3 separate regions of the Mus musculus genome follow, and regions 1 and 2 are each linked to region 3. The links are chromatin contacts, called in public HiChIP or PLAC-seq and promoter capture Hi-C maps. All regions are on one chromosome and are shown on one strand. The core of a region is the stretch at or near the end of the contact, and the rest is flanking DNA. Distances in the headings are between cores, read along the strand shown. Region 1 holds the start of Sla2 (Src-like-adaptor 2). Region 2 has its middle 18 kb from the start of Sla2. Region 3 holds the start of Ndrg3 (N-myc downstream regulated gene 3).

What was found. Promoter capture Hi-C pulls out the DNA fragments that hold promoters and counts their contacts. HiChIP or PLAC-seq counts read pairs in DNA pulled down with a chosen protein or histone mark.
Region 1: a promoter capture Hi-C map of the HPC-7 cell line shows a contact between it and region 3, with 6 times the contacts expected there. The contact joins the promoter of Sla2 here to the promoter of Ndrg3 in region 3. A contact is called at or near these places in 30 of 39 promoter capture datasets (the 3T3-L1 cell line, the C10 cell line, the HPC-7 cell line and 19 more), 9 of 15 datasets of contacts at CTCF or cohesin (CD8 T cells, the NIH/3T3 cell line, embryonic stem cells and 5 more), 172 of 484 Hi-C or Micro-C datasets (the 63-12 cell line, B cells, the Ba/F3 cell line and 85 more), 59 of 115 datasets of contacts at active chromatin or transcription factors (the 230-238 cell line, CD4 T cells, CD4 single positive thymocytes and 39 more) and 5 of 9 other capture datasets (adipose tissue, embryonic stem cells, liver and 2 more).
Region 2: an H3K27ac HiChIP or PLAC-seq map of epiblast stem cells shows a contact between it and region 3, with 2.8 times the contacts expected there. The contact joins the enhancer-like site here to the promoter of Ndrg3 in region 3. A contact is called at or near these places in 4 of 39 promoter capture datasets (the 3T3-L1 cell line, embryonic stem cells, macrophages and 1 more), 5 of 15 datasets of contacts at CTCF or cohesin (the G1E-ER4 cell line, the NIH/3T3 cell line, embryonic stem cells and 2 more), 70 of 484 Hi-C or Micro-C datasets (the C2C12 cell line, the C3H10T1/2 cell line, CD4 T cells and 42 more), 30 of 115 datasets of contacts at active chromatin or transcription factors (the 230-238 cell line, the HPC-7 cell line, the NIH/3T3 cell line and 17 more) and 4 of 9 other capture datasets (adipose tissue, liver, macrophages and 1 more).

What each region holds. Positions count from the first base shown.
Region 1 is chr2:156,884,989-156,888,887 of GRCm38.p6, forward strand. Sla2 (Src-like-adaptor 2) reads right to left here and starts at 2,233. Exons shown (of 8, transcript NM_001356495.1): 1 at 1,892-2,233.
Region 2 is chr2:156,903,101-156,907,179 of GRCm38.p6, forward strand. No RefSeq gene overlaps it. Among named protein-coding and RNA genes, the nearest start is that of Sla2, 18 kb to the left of the region's middle. Within about 2 kb of position 2,156, at least 19 of the 459 cell types and tissues checked have an H3K27ac peak or open chromatin away from gene starts, as enhancers often do. A contact at or near this core is called in cerebellar granule neurons, cerebellum, epiblast stem cells and 1 more, where this site is marked.
Region 3 is chr2:156,990,791-156,994,681 of GRCm38.p6, forward strand. Ndrg3 (N-myc downstream regulated gene 3) reads right to left here and starts at 1,321. Exons shown (of 16, transcript NM_013865.2): 1 at 1,209-1,321. It also overlaps the pseudogene Gm14276.

The sequences.
Region 1 (3,899 bases), core at 983-3,482, 100 kb before region 3:
CCAAACTCTTGGGCTCACGTGATCCTCTCACTTCCTAGTCCTGTGACTGTCAGCAGGCTCAGTTAGAGTGTTTGTGCAGTCTGCCATTACCCTCTAGTCCCATGCCCCATCCTCAGCATTCAGGTAGGCCACCGAAGGCCTCAGCCCACACCAACAGAGTGAACCAAACTGAGCAGCGCGCTCTGCAGTGTCTGGTTCTCAGGCTAAGCAGATTCTACTTAGAAAAAGCTGCTTTTCCAACACTGTGGAAAAGTTGAGCGGTCTGGGTTCTCTTATCCTTTTCAGATAGTCTCATTACTTTCAGCAGGACAAGATGTAATTTCACCTGCTTGGTTCCATTCAGCTGGCCAGGCACTGCCAAGGGTTCACGGTTGGCAGGAGCAGCTCACAGACTAGCATGAAGACACAGTGGGTGTCTTCCTTACCCTAGGGACACACGTTGCCTGGATGAGGGTGTTGCTCATTAATGCCATGGGATGACATCCAAGTCCTGGAATTGTCCCCACGGAGTAGAGACAGGGCCTTGTAGGGATGACAATTCGTCTGTGCTAACCCCCAACCCAACCTGTCTTGCAGCGCTGTGTCACCATCTGGAGAAACCCAACCTGTCTTACAGCGCTGTGTCACCATCTGGAGAAACAGCTTTTGTCTTTGCTGCCTCTGTGCTGAGCTCAGTATCCACAGCACAGATCAGGAACACCAGGCAGGCTGGTGCCCCAGGACTGGCTCTGGACAGCCCCTTCCTCTCAGACTTTGGGGACAGGGCAGCTTTGGTGAGGATGGTGGTTCTGCTGCCTCCTGGAGGCTGGCATTTGCTCACAGCCAGGGCAACTCTTCCATCTGAGCTGCCCCAAGGATGAGGTTCAGGCTAAGTGCATGGCTTTATGCCTGCCATGGGTAGCATGGGGGACTAACTCAGAGCAGCTGTGTGACCTCAGACACAGCATGCAGCTTGGGGTGTCTCCTGTGATGAGGGCTCCTAACGCTGACTCGGGCTCACTCTGCAGGGTCAGAGGGAGGATTGGAGGTGATCAACTTTCTTGCTCTCCTGCAGCAAGACCACAACCTTTAGGACCCTTGAACCACAGGGGACCTGATCTTTGCTGGACCCCTCCGGGACTCTGCAACATTCTCTTCCTGGTCTGGCCAAGGCATGGTAACTACTGGGGAAGATGTGGCCCAGGCAGTGGCCATTAGGCCGAGGACGAACATGTGCTGGCCACATTTGCACAAGAGATCAGATCACTTGGCCTACATCTGAGCAACTTCCTCTGTGATTAGGCGCTGTCTGTGGTGTCCCGGTGAGAGGATGGGCAGAGTGCTGGGGAAAGGCAGCAGAAACTGCACAGCACCCAGGCCGCCCTGCTTCTCTCTAACCCCCTTTTCACTGCAATGACCTCGTGTGGAGGATGAGCTGCCTGCTGCTCAGGCAGAGGTGAGAAAGTGTAGGGCTGGGAGGGCCTTCTTGTCTCCTGTGATTTTGTGGGCTTGATTTTGCATCTGGGAACTGAGCGCAGAGGATCAGTCATCTGTTTCCTCAGCTTTGCGCCTTTTCAGGCTGAGACCTGCACCCTGTGAGAGCAACTGAGATGCTGCAGGTGACAGTAATCTAGAGCCCGTTCCTTCCCTGCAAGATTCTTGGTCCAGGAGAGGAAAGTAGGCAGCGCCGAAGAGACCTCGGAGGCGTGAGATCTTAGGAAAAGTTTCCTGGAGGTAGTCAGACTCTCTGGAGGCGAGCCTACTGTGTCTCTGTGGATCCTAGAGACCTCCTTGTGCAGCTAGCCACCAGCCGTCCTCCTGGAGTGCGACTACAAAGCTCACTCCCACTCTGAGAGGACTACTCTTTTCCACCTGACCCAAGTCCACCAGAAAACAAAACAAGCATACTTACAGGTTTGCCATCAGACGTTTGATGAGGGTAGTCAGCCAATGTGCACACTGACCCGACAGGTCAGGCCTTTGCAGGTCCTAAGGTAGTCGGCATCTCAGGCCCCAGCAGCCTGGAGGATCGGTCACCAGAAAGGAGTCAGAGTAGGCTGAGGTACTGTGATCAAGCTTCTTTGTCAGCAGACAATCTCCACGAAACTAGTACAGCAGTCCTTTGCTTCTCAGAGAAACCAGATTGGGCCCTCCCACCCAGCACAGCAGGGACAAAGAGCGTGGCCTAGGGACCTGAGCCCGTGTAGACAGACCCAGGTGCTACTGCTCCTCAGAGCTCTAGCTCCCAGCTGCAGGCTCTGTGGTTCTCACAGCCCCACATTCTCCCCGCCTCTATTTCCTCTGACGCATCACATCGTAGCCCATGGAGGAACCACCTTGCCCCTTTCCTGTTTCTAGGGAGCAGCTGCTCCCTCCACCCCCACACCCCCTCCCCATGCCTCAGGCTGGAGGTCCTTCTTGGCTTTTTGGCTCCATCTGGTCCAAGAAATAAAGGTATGGGGAGAGATCAGTGAGACCTGGCCACAAGAATCACCGGAGCAGCCTTTGCAACTCTGAGTTCAAATATTCAGAAGGCACTACGCATAGGAATCACTTGGGATCTTCAATTATAGACTCTGAAGTGGGGCTCATTTCTGGTCCAGTGTGATAGCTGGGTGGATAAAGATGCTTCCCACCGAGCCTGATGACCCAGTGCGATCCTCGGGACCCAGTGGTGGAAGGAGAGAACTGACTTCTGAAAGTTGCCTTCGGGCCTCTCCTTGAGCATATCAGTGAATATCAGAGAATGATGGGAGCGGGGCGGGGGGGGGGGGGGGGGGATTCCTAACAAGCTTATGGGTAATGCCCATGTTGTTGGTGTAGAAACTGTATTTCGAAAATTCAGATTTGGGACTGATATGTAGTTTAGTAGTAGGTGTCTGCTTATTATGTCCTAGACCCTGGGTTCAATCCCAAGCACCTGAAAGATCAATGAGATTGGTCTTCAAAATATGGTAACCACAGTATCAGCTAGGAGATACTTAGGTATGCAGGCTTGTCTCAGACCCAGTGTGTCAAAACATGCCCTGGTCGTGCGCCAAGGACCAGCTTTGGCTTGGAGAGGGATTCCTGAGAGAAGGGGTGTCTGGGGGTAGCAAAAAGGAAGACTCAGGGTCAAATGGTGAGTTACAAGCTGACGGCCTATGTTCTGCTTGAGACAGCTTTCCAGATAATAAGCGTTCTCTCTCTCTCTCGCTCTCGCTCTCTCTCTCTCTCTCTCTTCTGCCCAAGACAGCTTTCTCTTGCTATTCTAAGAACTCTCTGGATAGTTCATCTCTTCCAGATCAAAAGTGCAGTCTCTTATTTACACATCAATTCAATCAGGTTCCCATGAATCCGCATCCCAGGACCCAGCCCCTTGATTGTTAGAAAGACAGCAAGCAGGACTGGAGAGATGGCTCAGGGGGTAAGAGCACTCACTGACTGCTCTTCCAGAGGTCCTGAGTTTAATTTCCATAGTGGCTCACAACCATCTGTAATGGGAGATCTAATGCCCTCTTCTGGTGTGTCTGAAGATAGCCACAGTTCTCTCTCTCTCTCTCTCTCTCTCTCTCTCTCTCAGCATAGTAATATTTCTATGTATATTCCTGTGTATATGTCCGTGGGGGTATGCATACAACATATGACAAGTGAGAGCCATACTGTCGCCTTTTCTGGAACTGAGGGAATGGAGAACCACTCTCCATCAGACCAGGAACACTTCCTGCAGATGCGTGGGTGTCTGGTAAGTGGAATCAGATGCTACAGTGACAGCACTTTCTCTCTGCAGGGCATCAGATCTCATTACAGATAGTGTGAGCCACCATGTGGTTGCTGGGAATTGAACTCAGGACCCCTGGAAGAGTAGTCAGTATTCCTAACCACTGAGCCATCTCTCCAGCCCCCTCTTAGAGTTCTTGAGTTCCATCTGACTGACTGCT
Region 2 (4,079 bases), core at 906-3,405, 87 kb before region 3:
AACAGCCTGGCTATAATTCATGTTTAAAACCAATTATCTAAGTCTAGGTAAACTTAACCAAGGACATACTTGTTTGCCAAATCTTGTTGGCCACTTAAATTGGCCAAAAAGTGCTTTAAAAATATTGGTTTAATTAATTTATTATGTGACGGGGGTTTGCATGTGTGTTAGTGGCCCATACACCTGAGGTGCACAAGGAAGCTGGAAAGGTGCATTAGAGCCCCTGGAACTGGGGGCATAGCTGTGAGCTGCCACGTGGGTGCTGGGAGCTGAGCCTGGGCAGCAAGTTATGTTGTCTTCCCTACTTAAGTGGGATGTGACTGACTCTGGGCGTCCTCCTGGCTCTGAGAAGAGGAAGCACAGGAGCTTCACTGATGACTTCAAAGAAGATCTTCATTCAGGAGGGGAAACTGTAATCTAAATGCCCCCCGCTGAGCAGTGAAGAGAGGGATCCAGCACTCTTAGGCACACTCCCTATCTGTCCACTAGGTGAGGCAGTCTCTCCTAGCTTGATTTCTACCCCAGTTCTGCCAGCTTTTCAGTCTAAGGTATCTGCAGCTCTCTCTCTCTCTCTCTCTCTCTCTCTCTCTCTCTCTCTCTCTCTCTCTCTCTCTCTCCTTTATTATTATTTTTAAGCTTATCTGCTTCAGATCTATGTACTAATCTAGTGATTGATGACCACTCCAATGGTAGTGTCCCAGATCCATCCAGAATGGAGCATGAATAAGAAAAAGTCTGGATGGGACCCTAGGACTCACTCATTCCTGGAGGAAATGCCACGCTGGGAATGAAACCTGCTAGGCACCAGGAGAAGGCTACCCCCAGTCCCAGTGACAGGCACATGGGTGAGTCCACATTTGCACACATGATGGGTTCTCTTGCTTCTCTCCAGGTCCTGATGCCTCTGTGGCACCATGGACACGGTCTGAGGATTTCTCTTTCCCCTGTTTTGATCAAAACTAAAAGACAAACTAATTTCTCCATATGAGGACCCATATGCCACACACACACAAAGTTGTTTTTTTTGGATGTGGGCAAATGTTCAGGTCCAGAGCCAAACATTTTGGCCAGGAGCCCCGGTGACAAGTAGGTGATGGAGCCCCGGTGACAAGTAGGTGACGTCTTCAGCTGGAAACCAACCTGTGGGAAGGAGGCTTAGTTAGAAAGACAGAAGGAAGACCCTAATGTTGACCTCTAGCCTTCACACATATGTGCACACATGTACATAGGTACCACATGCATGCAAACACATACATTCATAACACACACACATGCATACATGAACAGAGAGAGAGAGAGAGGGAGGATATGGTCTAGGGTTTGGAGTTTGGAGTTGAGCTGGGCTTCAAATGTCAACTCCAGGGAGAAAGAGGGGTAGAAATTATATGAATACATGTGTGCTCATGTATGAAAGTCTCAAAGAACTAAAGCTAAAATGAAAAAAAAAACAATTTTCAACTCAATTTACAATATGGATAACATTAAATTTGGTCCTCGGTTTCCCTACTGTATTGGGCTATCAAACCTGGGAAAAATAACTAAGTTTGGATATCTGAAGCAATAGTTTTTGTTTGTTTTGTTCTTTTGAGACAAAAGGTCTCAAAGACAGGGTCTCTATGTAGCCCTGGCTATCCTGGAACTCAATTTGTAGGCCAGGCTCTGCATCCTGGAACTCACAGATATCCACCTGCCTCTGCTTTCCAAGTGCTAGGATTAAAGTTGTATGCCACCACACCCAGTAATTCTTTTAATTTTATTGAAAGTTCTTATTTGGGGGGCTGGAGAGATGGCTCAGCAGTTAAGACCACTGGCTGCTTTTCCACAGGACCCTGGTTTGATTCCTAGCATCCACATGGCAGCTTACAACTGTCTGTAACTCCAGATGCAGGTGGTCTGGCATGCTTACACAGACACACATGCGGGCAAACTGTCAATGCACGTAAAAGTAAATACATCTTTAAAGACATAAGAAAATTCTTCTTTCCTATGTGAATGTTTCTGCCCACATGTCTGTCTATGCACCAGATGCCTGCAGTGCAAGCAGAAGCCAGAAGGGGGTGAAAATCCTCTAGGAATGGAGATTACAAACAGGATATGGGACTAGGCATTGAACTGGGACCTCGGGAAGGAACAGTCAGTGCTCTTAACTGTTAAACCATCACTCCAGCAGCGGAAAGCAGCTTTCAAACTACTTAGCACGCACATCATCAGTAGGTGGTGACAGCCTGCTCCATCCGACCTTCCATTCTCCTTTAGGCATATTTAGAATTAAGGATGCAGACTGTGGAGAGCTTTTGGTACCACTTATAGAAATTTGGCAAGTACTTGTCACTGGGCTCAAGGAAGTAGGCTCAGACAAGCATATTCACATTTGGGCTACTGCAAGGCTCAAGGGGAACACAGCCAAGGAAGGTGTGACTTCCCTTTTGTCTTGGTAATCCTGATAAGCCCCCAGACCCAGAGACTTGGGGACTTTGTTTATTGCTTTGTTTGATTGCTACCAGGTGTGATCTCTTTGTTCCTTGCCTTGTTTAATCACATTGTCTGGGATCTAAGAACTGACCCTGTTCTTTGCTAGAACCTGGAGTGGTATAAATGCTGGCTGGGAAAAATGGAAGGAGCTTCAGCCTCAGAACTGGCTGGAGTTGGGTTGTAATGTTTGACTAATGTCTTTTTCTTTTCAATCCTCACTCCTGCCCTTGAGACCCTGTGGACTGACTGAGCTGGCTTGGCCAGCAGACTAACTGAGCAGCCTCCGCGCCTCCCTGTAACTGCCCCTCACAGCTCAGTGTCTACATCACTCACTTTCCCTTAGAAATCAGGACTGGAGGCAAATCCCCCACCAACAGCTGTCCATCCCAGGACAGCAGCCGTCCTGCTGGACACCAGTGTCCCTCAGCCCCTGGCTGGATGAGGTCATCTCTAAGCTCCTTTCCCAATAGCAGCACCTCACTGCTCTTGGCTTGTCTCCTCTGAAATGTTGATTCCTGTGAAGCCCTTCCTGAACCTCCTGGTGGCTCTAAAGCTGTCTGCTGAGGCACTGGTGTTGTCAAACATACCCAGATGGCATTCTGCTCACGGGGGACAGGTGGGGAGTGGCTGTTTTCTGTCTCTCTCTGAGTGCCAAGATCAGTGAGGCTGAGAGAAGCCCCTCCCAGAGGACTGGCCTTTGCAGGCCCACGTGCCCTTCTGACTGCAAGGACCATGTTCTTTCTCTGCAGGATCCGTGCATTGCAATGAGCCTCTTTCTTTCCTGAAGCACAGGAAGGCTTTTTGTACAAGAACAGGAGCTTACCTGGCCAAAGTGATGAGCCAGAATTATGTCCACAATGTTGGTGGTAAAACCTGAGAGCTGCCGGGCATGGTGGTGCATGCCTTTAATCCCAGCACTTGGGAGGCAGAGGCAGGCAGATTTCTGAGTTTGAGGCCAGCCTGGTCTACAAAGTGAGTTCCAGGACAGCCAGGGCTATACAGAGAAACCCTGTCTCAAAAAACCAAAACAAACAAACAAACAAACAAAAAACAAAAAACAAACAAACAAACAAAAAAACCCCGAGAGCTAAAAGAAAAAACGGTGTAAATAGAGTTAACATGTGAGAGCATTTCACAGGCTGTCCACTAAAGGAAGGTGTACTATACACATAGTATCTTTGAAAAACATAAAAACACAAATCAGTATCATTTCAAAGAAATGTTTATACACACACACACACACACACACACACACATAAATGGAAATACTGAGTATTCCTTCCATGGTATGAGCTGATTTTGTTTTGAAACAGGGCTGGAAGGAATAGTGGCCACACTCCTTTGAAATGTGCAGTCTGAGACTGTGGCCTCTGCTGCCTCCTCCCTGTCCCTAGCTCTGCATTTACACTGGGTTGATGGTGGGTAGAGATCAACTTACCACCCTGCCCAAGACATCCAAGACACAAAAAATAAGGTTCCTTCCAGTTTTAGCCATCTTTATTTCAGGGAGTGGGAGGAAAAGCTATATTTACAGAATGTTCTCACATTTTGAACATTTCTCTCCCAATTCTTCCCATTTCAAAACGATGCATCTCATAGTCTAATAA
Region 3 (3,891 bases), core at 71-2,570:
CGCTTTCTCGTTTTATCTTAAAGCCTGAAAATGCTCAAGACCAGCTTTGGAGCAGAGCCAGAAAGTCCCAAAAAGAGGTGATACTGGCTAAATCTGCTCTGTCACCTCCACAAGTCCAGCCAGCCCAGCCAGCCTAGTCCTGACAGCTAGAAAAGAAATGCTAATTATACCTTGGGGGGCTGGGGGGGGGACACCCTGGGGGAGGGGAGTGGGGTTGACGCAGGAGAGGCTTACTGTGTTCTACCAGGGAGCCACAGGGGAGAGCCTCTCAGCTTAAGCCATGAGGCTCCAAGTCTACCTGTGACATGCAGGAGAGCTCTGCAGGGGGAAAAAACGGCTTCGAGAAAAAGAAGGGAGAAAGCACTGGATAGGGAAGCAGCGAGGTACAAAGGTGAACCGATCTTAATAAAACCTTTAGCAAGATCCCTGGCACAAAGCGAGTATTTGGGAGGGAGCCAGTTCACGTTAACATCGCGATTGTTATCACAACAGCATTTCCACCGTACTGACCAGAAGATAATTCTATTCGTAGCCCACTTTTACGACCTTTAAAAGCAACTCTAGATAAATGACAAGTGTATTCCCCACCGCCCCAAATTTAAAGATACAAGGTCAAACCCCACCAGCTCTGGCTGTGAAAGCCCCACCGCCTCTGAGTTAAGAGAGCTGGCCGTGTCACTTGTCAGTTGCATGACCTTGGACGCGACATTTCACCTCTCCGTGCCTCAGTTTCTTTGGCTACAAAGTGGGCTTTAGACAAACCGTGGTCCTGTGGTCCCAGGAGAGAAGAGTGCCTCTGTGGCTTTGGGAAGAAACCCACAGAAGGCGAGTCCAGGCCCCTGTCAAAACTCTCTGGGCTGTGAGGGGCAACGGGGTAGGTGGATGCTCAGCTCTAGGAGCTCCGTGCTCCGCCGTGAGAGGCGGAGAACGGGTGACAGCCTCAGGGGGTTCCAGCGACGGAGGGTGCAGACCTCTGTAGCGACGCCGGACCCCAACAGGTCACACGCTGCCCTCCGCCGACTAGGTACCGGCAGGGGCGCGGGAGGCCGGGCTGAACGCGATAGGCTCGGGGGGCTCAGAGAAGGCCGACCGCGAGGACCCGGGGCTGGTCGCGTGGCCATCGGTCCGCAGCGCACAGAGGAGCGACACCCGGGCGGGCGTACCGCGCGGCGCGCCCTCCGCCCGCTGTGGTAGAGGCGCTCACTCACCTGAAGCGCTAGCGCGGGGCCGTCAATCTACAGCAGCAGCGGCAGCAGCAGCAGCAGCAGCAGCAGCAGCAGCAAGGAGGGGGGGCGCTGCGCAGCGCAGGCGCGCTGAGGATGCCGGGGGTTTACGCATGCGCAACGCGCCTGCTTACGCTAGGAACTACAGACAAAATGGTGGTCAGGCCTACAGAGTCTCTAGCAGCGCCATCTTGGCTGTAGTTTTTCTTCTTGCGGTGTCCCGGAGGCTGTTGCTCAGAACTGCCAGGAGGGGATGTGAAATGTTTTCTCTGCACACCTACCTCTCCCTCATGGTTGAATTATTAGTAAGCTCTTATGGGCCATGACATACTTGTTTTAACAAGGTTTAAAGCTACACTCAAGATCATCTGGCACTCCTGAGCCTCAGGGATTCGATTTCCAGGAATCAAATTCCTAGTCCTCTTCCATCTTTTACAAATGGCAGCCATATTATTTCCTTCTTGAGTAGAACAAGAGAGTTGGTTACTTCACACAAAACAAACAAAAAACGACTGAACATATTATTGACTCAACAATTAAAGATTTTCATTGTTAATTGTGCATATACGAGCATCTGTGCAGGGCAGTGATGTTCATATAAATGTAGCAGATTCCTACTAAAGACAGCTGCAGAATGTTGAAATGGGAGATTACAGACATGAATTCCAGTCCTCTCTACGAACAGTGCACATCTAAACACTAAGTCATCTCTCCAGACTAGAATCAAAACGTTGCCTGCATGTGCTGGCAACTTTTATGTCAATTTGAAATAAAGTAATTTGGGAAGAGAATCTCAGTTGAGAAAAGGCCCCTAGTAAATTGGACTGTGTAGTGTATTTTCTTAGTAATGACTGATAATGGGAGCACCCAGCCTACTATGGGTAGGTGGCCCTGGAGGGGATAACAAAGCAAGCTGAACAAGCCATGAGAGAAGCTGGGAAACAGCACTCCTCTATGGCACAAGGGTCACCATACCTTTGGGAGCTGACTCTTTCACAGGGCTTACATATCAGATATTTATATTTGATTCATAACACTAGCAAATTAGTTATAAAGGAACAACAGATAATTGTGTGTCTGGGGCTCACCTCAACATGAGCAACTTATGTTATTAAAGGGTTGTAGCATTAGGTAGGTTGGCCTATTATCAGTTTCTGCCATCTTCCTTCAGTGAACTGTCTACCTAGAAGGGTAAAATTAAACAAACCCAGGCCAGGCCCAAGCCAATCTGAATGAAGGCAAAACTAGTATTGAAGGCATTTTATTACATGATTTATATTTTTTTTTTTTTAAGATTTATTTATTACATGTAAGTACACTGTAGCTGTCTTCAGACACACCAGAAGAGGGCGTCAGATCTCGTTACAGATGGTTGTGAGCCACCATGTGGTTGCTGGGATTTGAACTCTGGACCTTCGGAAGAGCAGTCGGGTGCTCTTACCCACTGAGCCATCTCACCAGCCCCCACATGATTTATATTTAACTGTTAACAAAGCACTGAACTGCAAGTTTACCCTCAGTACATATTACTGGCTAAATTAGGAAACATTGCCAATGTTCTATAAATGACACAAAAAACAAAGCCTCTCTCATAAAGCTGTGAATAAGCATAAACCATGCTTGGAGCTCAGTACCACTGAGACAGGCCAACACAAACCACTGGCCTAGCAGCTGCTGTGTAGCCCAGAGCCTGCAACTCCTGACTCTAGCTTCTACTTCTTTAGTGCTGAGGTCCAAGTTTTCATGCTTTGTTTTTTAAACGTTCTAGTCATTTTTAAGTTGAAGACATCAAACACATTTTCCATCTTCAAGTTTGAACACTTATAAACAAATGTGATCGGATGTAAGAAAATGGAGGAAGGCACAGTCACCTTTGAGGATGACTGAGCAAAGTGAGATGAAGACATGTTCCAAAGTCTATCTGCTCTTGAAACAACAGTCAGTAATAACATCTTTGATTCTCAAATACAGGCTTTCTTGGAAGCTGTCTGGTTTCCTTCTTCGTTCTACTCTGGACAGTATCATTCTATCTTTGATAACTAGGTGTTAACTGTCTGGGCTTTTCTATGACCACCCCAATTTCCAAATAATGACATGGAGGCATAATTATTTATTTAACCAACTTAATCCACTTTATCTTTTTGTATAGAAAGACTTATGTGTAGCCACAGCTGGAGCCTGGGTCCTCTGAACAGATCTGGTGTGGGTTTTCACAAGGTGATCAGTGAATTCCTGATAAGGAGACTTGTTGAACAGTTTCTTTCCAGAGGTCAGGGGTCAAGTAGCTGTAGGTCATGGAGGGGGCATCAAAGATGGCCTTGACAGAGTTGCCCAAGCTGGCAGCGCAGCCCCTGGCTGAAGTGCAGCAGTCATCTATATTGGCCACCATCAGGGGCTTCTTCAGCACAGTGCAGAGACACTGCTATTGCCTCTGAGGGCAGGGATGAGACGCACCAGCACAGAGCCACAGCAGCCTGTCACCTAGCATGGAACAGTATACAGCTTGCAAACACTGTTGCCCCAATAGCCTCTCTGCACAGGGGTGATGGAGAGCTTGGCCAAAACGATGGTCCCTCAGATGGCAGTGGCTACCTCCTTGGATCACCTAAAGCCAACACCAATGTCACGTGACCACTGTAGTCTCCAATAGTGACAAAAACCTTGAGTC